Regions from separate parts of the Mus musculus genome. Here region 2 is linked to region 1. The links are chromatin contacts, called in public HiChIP or PLAC-seq maps. All regions are on one chromosome and are shown on one strand. Each heading gives the region's core, a stretch centred on a gene start, on an enhancer-like site or on the middle of the called end of the contact. The rest is flanking DNA. Distances are from core to core; before and after follow the strand shown.

Region 1 (2,933 bases), core at 164-2,663:
GAAACCATTTAACTGGGAATGACTTATGGTTCGGAGTTTTAGTTCACTATCACCATGGTGGGAAGCATGGTGGCACATAGGCTGACATGGTTGCTGAAGATGTTGCTGAGAGCTCTGCACCCAGATCAGCTTGGCTTGAGCTTCTGAAACCTCAAAGCCCACCCCCAGTGCCACACTTCCTATAATAAGATCACACCTTCTCCAACAAGGCCAAACATCCTAATGCTTTCAAATAATGCCACTCCCTATGCGTTTATGTGCGCCATTTTCATTCAAACTACCCCAAGCAGTAAGTAAGGCATAGGGGAAATTAAATGGGACTGAGACTAATACAAACAAGACAACAGGCCAGGGTGCAGTGCAAAGAGAGGCCACTGGCAGAGCAATGCTCACAGCTGCTGCCCATCACTGATGAGCTGCACCCAGATCTGTGACCTAGTGAGAGATGATGGAAGCAGAAGAGAGCTGCGACCCAACGTGTGGAAGCACATCCTCATCACTGGCTGTGAGAACAGCTGACGGGGGAGGATGCACTTTGTGTGCTCGGGATCCCCTGGTGAATAGACATTTACTAAACGCAGAGGCACAATCTTGCCAGGTTTCTCCTAGATGTTTTAAAAACAAGTCACACTTTACATCTGAGTAGGAACATTTGAAGTTGCTTGACATTTTGAGATTAAATCGTCTCTACTAGAAGAGATAATTTTTGATCCTAACCAAACACGTGACAGTATCCAGGCTTGAATACAAAGGAGGAAGAGAAGTTCTGTTCTGCATTAAGACACTGTACTTTAGGAGGAAAATGAGCATCTGTCTACAAAGTATGGTCACTACTGGCCTCACTTCCTATCATTTTCAAGCCAGTGACATTTGCATGTCTTACCACAATGCTCTCCTCATAAAATGATGCCAGTGAATGCTCACAGGAAGCTAGAGACTGGATCACAAATACTTGATGCCTTTTTATTGAGACAATGGGAACTTAGAGAAAGGGAGGTTAGATGTTGCATGTTTGTGTGTGTGTGTGTGTGCATTTGCGTTTTCATGTATGTTTATCCTTTAATTTTAGTTTTAGGTAGGTGACAGGTATAAATGAGAATGGATGGATGGAGGAATGGATGGAGGCAGGCAGACAATGCATAGATTATTGGTAACTGTTGAAACAATGAAATATCTGATTCGTTGCCCTGGGCTTGTCTGGGGTATCCGTGTCTGGCAAGAGTCATGTCAAACATCCTCTGCGGCAGCCCCTCCCCCCAACGGATCGCCCACACACGGGACTTTAATGATCTGAGTCAGATTCCTTTACTGCTGTCTCAGAAAATGTCCAAGATGCCTTACAGATGATAGCTGTACAGCAGAGAGAGGCAGTGATTGCACCTGGCACAGAGCCGGCAAGCCTCCTTTGCCACAAAGAACCTCCCCGCAGCTTGGCTTTTTTACACATCACAGAGTACCCATTAGAAGTCCTCTCCAGCATCCCAGAGAAGAGAGCAACAGCCTCAGAGGGAGGTCTCAAGGCCTTCAGAGGTCTCAGGAAAACAACACAGAAGCCAACTAAGGAATGGACTCTCTGGCCACATTCCAACAAATCAGAACCTCTACTGAGCCTGTTTGTAAATTCATCCCAGAAAGGGATGTGGTTTGGCCTTGATGCAAAAAAAAGCATGTGCTCTCAGACAGTAAGAGCCAAGGTATGGTCTTCAAATAGCACAGAGCCCGAGATACTGGTTCTTGCTTTTTTAGTGGGCTGAAGTCTCCCAAGCCTCCTAAATGAGAGTTCAGAGGGTCACATGGATAACGAATGTTCTCCTCCATGTAAGCTCTTCATGGCAGCCCCAGAAAGATCAAGGTGGGCAGAACACAAGTAGTCCCAGCACAGCCCTGGCAGAGCACTTCCTGGTGATGTCACAGGACACATCTGCTTGGAGAGGTATGGAGAAGAAGCAAACCATCTTCTGTCAAATCATGAAAAAGGAGCTCAAAATAAGCAAAGTCATAGGTAAATATTTCTTAATGTTTTATCTTGAATATCCCAGTATCCACTTCCTGACCTGCCAGTTGGGCCGTGAGCTTTCGATATCCACAGTTAACACAAAGCCAAGCTGTGCAAGCTGGCCTGTCAGCCACCACTTGACTCCCACCTGCTTCACTGAGTAAATCAGATCCACAGGGCGCATAACAAGAACAAGTCATGAGAGGTTTGTGGCTTCCAACAAGCATTTGGTTAGCAGTTTGGGCTGGATGGAGCTGTGCTGTGCTGAGAATCTGGGTCAAGTGCATACTAAGGCGGGAAGTGGGTGAGTTATCCTGTCCTATCCTACAGGGGTGGTCTCGAAGGGAGCAAGAAAACCATTCTTATAGCTCAGACTGGAATTGGCACACAAATAACATTTTATTGATTAGAGCAGCCCACAGAGTCAATTGGTAGTTGAAATAGTTCTTGATTGGAGCTACGGACTCAAAATGTAAAGGTATTACAGGGAAAAGTACATGTGGGCTGGTGAGATGGCTCAGCGGGTAACAGCACTGACTGCTCTTCCAAAGGTCCTGAGTTCAAATCCCAGCAACCATATGGTAGCTCAAAACCACCTGTAATGGGATCTGACTCCCTCTTCTGGTGGGTCTGAAGACAGCTACAATGTACTTATGTATAATAATAAATCAATCTTTAAAAAAAAAGTACATGCTATTTTTGCAACTGTGAAAATCTACATGGGACAGTCTTCTAGAGTAATCTTAACAAAATGCCAGGCTTGCTGCTTTAAATATTAGAAATTTTACTCCGTTTTGATGTCTGGAAACCCAAGGTAAAGCCCAGTCAGGGCTGGATTCTCCTAATGTCTCTCTCCTTGGCTTGTAGATGGCACCTTCTCCCTGGGTCCCCCACATGGTCGTCCTGCACGCACATGTACAATAGTGTCTCTTTCTGG
Region 2 (2,933 bases), core at 214-2,713, 350 kb before region 1:
AGGGCACACAGGTTTCCTAACAAGTGAGAAGTCAGAGAAATCGTGTCCGGAAGAGAATTTGGGCTGAAAGGGAAAGGAGTGTCACCATCAAGGGATGCTGTCTGTCATGGCTCAGAGTGAACATAGATGTTGATGTCTGCTTTCTGCCCTGCCCTGAGACGCGCGCGCGCGCGTGTGTGTGTGTGTGTGTGTGTGTGTGTGTGTGTATTAATGTGATGTGTGTGGGAAATCATGTATTCATGGGAGTGTGAATCTGTGTAGTGTGCGAGTGTATAAATGTATGTGTCTTTTTGTGAGGAATGTATGAGTGTACATGAGACTATGTCTATGAGTGATGTGGTGTTCATGAGTATGTGAGCATATGTGTGTGTGAAAGGTGAGTATGAATATTTTGTGTAGGTGACAGTTTCTGTCTCCCCCTAGTTATTGAATTTTTCAATTAAATTATACTAAAATTCTCTCTTTCTAAAATGTTCATTTTTCCGAGACAGGGTCTGACTGTTTAGCTCAGGCTAACTTTAAAAATCTATATCCTCCTGCCTCAGCCTCCCCAGTGCAGAGAGTAGAGTATAGTTATTAAGTTGCAAGCATATGCCACCATGGCCGGCTCTCTTTTTCTTTTATCAACTGATGCTACAACTTAAAGAAACCTTAGTAAGTCGAAAATATCAAAAGCTGAAGTCATTTACAACTCCCACAGATAGCTACGGCGTATAATATCACCGCTTAGCCTGCCAACCTCAAATGTTTACATTAGCTGAGAGTTGCGCAAACTCATCTAACTAACACAAAGTTCATTTTACAGAAAGGCACCGAGTTTTCCATTTTACCGTAAGTCCTCGAACACTGCACTGAAAGTGAGGAAAGAGGAAAGTAGATTCAGGGGTCACAAACAAAAACAAAAACCAAACAAACAAAACCAACCAAACAAAAACTAGAAAGCTGGACTCTGTGTTCTTCCCACTAGGCATTATGGCCTTTTGTTCTAAGCAAAGCTGACCTCAGCCAGAGACTTCAGTGTTTGTCTCAAGTGCTTGGCTAAGTCATAAAAGGCACTGAATGATGATCAGTTACACTTGGGGAGCTCCTTGATTCCCTGGGACGGCAACCCTGCTCTTATCTTTTAAAAATTCCTTTAGTTAAACTCACTGTGGAACTCTTTATTGCTTGGTCTATTTACAGCCAATAGTTTCTATGGAGGCTCTGATTATTTTCAAAGAAACGCACCGTGCATATTTGCCTAATGGGCCAGACAATGACTAAGAAACAAACTACATAAAGATTATTACATGGACTTAGCGTGTGTTCAAGTCCTGTGACTCACGGGCAGGTTGTTTGTGTTGCATTTATGGGCAGAGATCCTTTAAGAAAACATTTTGTAGAACGGATTGTGCAAGCATGCCAGTCGAGGGGAACCTTTGCCAAATGTCTGGCCAGGGCCCAGCCGAGGGCTGTTGGAGTCGGTTGTATGCCGAGTTTTCTGAGCTGCCTCCTGGCAGCCTTACCTAACAGAACTAAATGCCGGAGAGAAGAGAAGCCACTGCTTCAGGCAAAGCCTAGCATCTTACGAAGCACCTTAGACTCCAGTGGATATTTATGGTGACTGAGAGGCCAGGATAGGAAGGACATGTTTTGTGACTTTGAGGTTACAGTGTCTAAGAAGTATCCATGACATTCTTAAAAAATTAGAAAATAACAGCTGATAGAACATTTTTTTAAAATTATTTGTTTGCTTTTTTTTTTTTTTTAAATTTCTGGATAGAATCTCATTGCATAGCTCAGGCTGACCTTGAGTTGGTAATCTTTATTCCTTGGTCAGAGATTGCAATTTCACTGTCATAGTGAAATTTCTAACTTGTTAAAATAAATCGATTAAATTAATGTGGGTGAGTGTGTGTGTGTGTGTGTGTGCCCACTCGTGTGTGCCATGACACATGTATGGAGTTCAAAGGACAACTTCTGGGATTTGTTGCTCTCTTTCTACCATGTAGGTTCTAGGGATCCAACTCAGGTAGTGAGGCCCGTCAGCCATAGAACACGACACTTGCTACTTAACAATTTGAAAGCACAAAGTTCAGTGGAGTGGAATTCAATATGTGTACTTGATTGTGAACCTCACTTCTCCATCCTGTGCACTGAAACTCTGAGCTCACTGAGCACTAGAACCCTCCCCCAAGCCCAGTCCCTGACCACCACATTCTGCTTTCTGTCCATGCATTTGGTAGTTTCAGGTACGTCACCAAGGTCTAATCATGCAGAATTTGTCATTTTTGTGACTGGCTTAGGTCACTTAGCAAACTTTCCTCAAAGTTTATCCATGTTGTAGCCTGGGTCAGAGCTTCCTCATTTCTTATTTTTCTTTTGTATACCAAGAATGAAAGTGGCATCTAATGCAGTTTATTTTAGCTCTTTTTTTTTTTTCCTTTCCCCCTTTAAAGACGGGATCTCCTTACGTAAACCAGGATGGCCTCCAATCTGAGATTCTTCTGCTTCATTCCCAGGTGCTGGAATTACAGGCATGTACCGTCATGTCCGCCACTCAACTTGAGTTTTATATAAGAAAAATTACTCTTGTGGTTTTTGTAAAATTTTGTAGAATGGAGGCCTCTTCAGGCTCTCATTTATTTGCCTCCCTGTCTCTGATCTCCCTACCTCAGAGAGAGGCTGGAATTGCACTCACTCAAGAACAGAGCTCCAGGCAGGCAGCTCACAAGTATTAGATGGATAGGCTCTGTGATATAAACTTGGGAATGTTGACAACTACCAAGTTCAACCACTTTCTCCCCCTCAAGCAGGGTTTCCCAGGCCTCTCATTTTTGAACTCCTTTTCCTTGATCATCCTTTAGCAGTTTTATATGGGTGCTGCTCCTATGTCAACCTTGGCTTCAGGTATGGGGACCCCAGTGGCCCAGCCTTCCCTTTATGTTGAACAA

What was found. HiChIP or PLAC-seq counts read pairs in DNA pulled down with a chosen protein or histone mark.
Region 2: a CTCF HiChIP or PLAC-seq map of the NIH/3T3 cell line shows a contact between it and region 1, with 14 read pairs. The contact joins two enhancer-like sites. A contact is called at or near these places in 1 of 15 datasets of contacts at CTCF or cohesin (the NIH/3T3 cell line) and 1 of 484 Hi-C or Micro-C datasets (liver).

What each region holds. Positions count from the first base shown.
Region 1 is chr13:31,165,006-31,167,938 of GRCm38.p6, reverse strand. No RefSeq gene overlaps it. Among named protein-coding and RNA genes, the nearest start is that of 4930401O12Rik, 75 kb to the left of the region's middle. Within about 2 kb of position 1,413, at least 21 of the 459 cell types and tissues checked have an H3K27ac peak or open chromatin away from gene starts, as enhancers often do. A contact at or near this core is called in the NIH/3T3 cell line, where this site is marked.
Region 2 is chr13:31,516,996-31,519,928 of GRCm38.p6, reverse strand. No RefSeq gene overlaps it. Among named protein-coding and RNA genes, the nearest start is that of Foxq1, 40 kb to the left of the region's middle. Within about 2 kb of position 1,463, at least 61 of the 459 cell types and tissues checked have an H3K27ac peak or open chromatin away from gene starts, as enhancers often do. A contact at or near this core is called in the NIH/3T3 cell line, where this site is marked.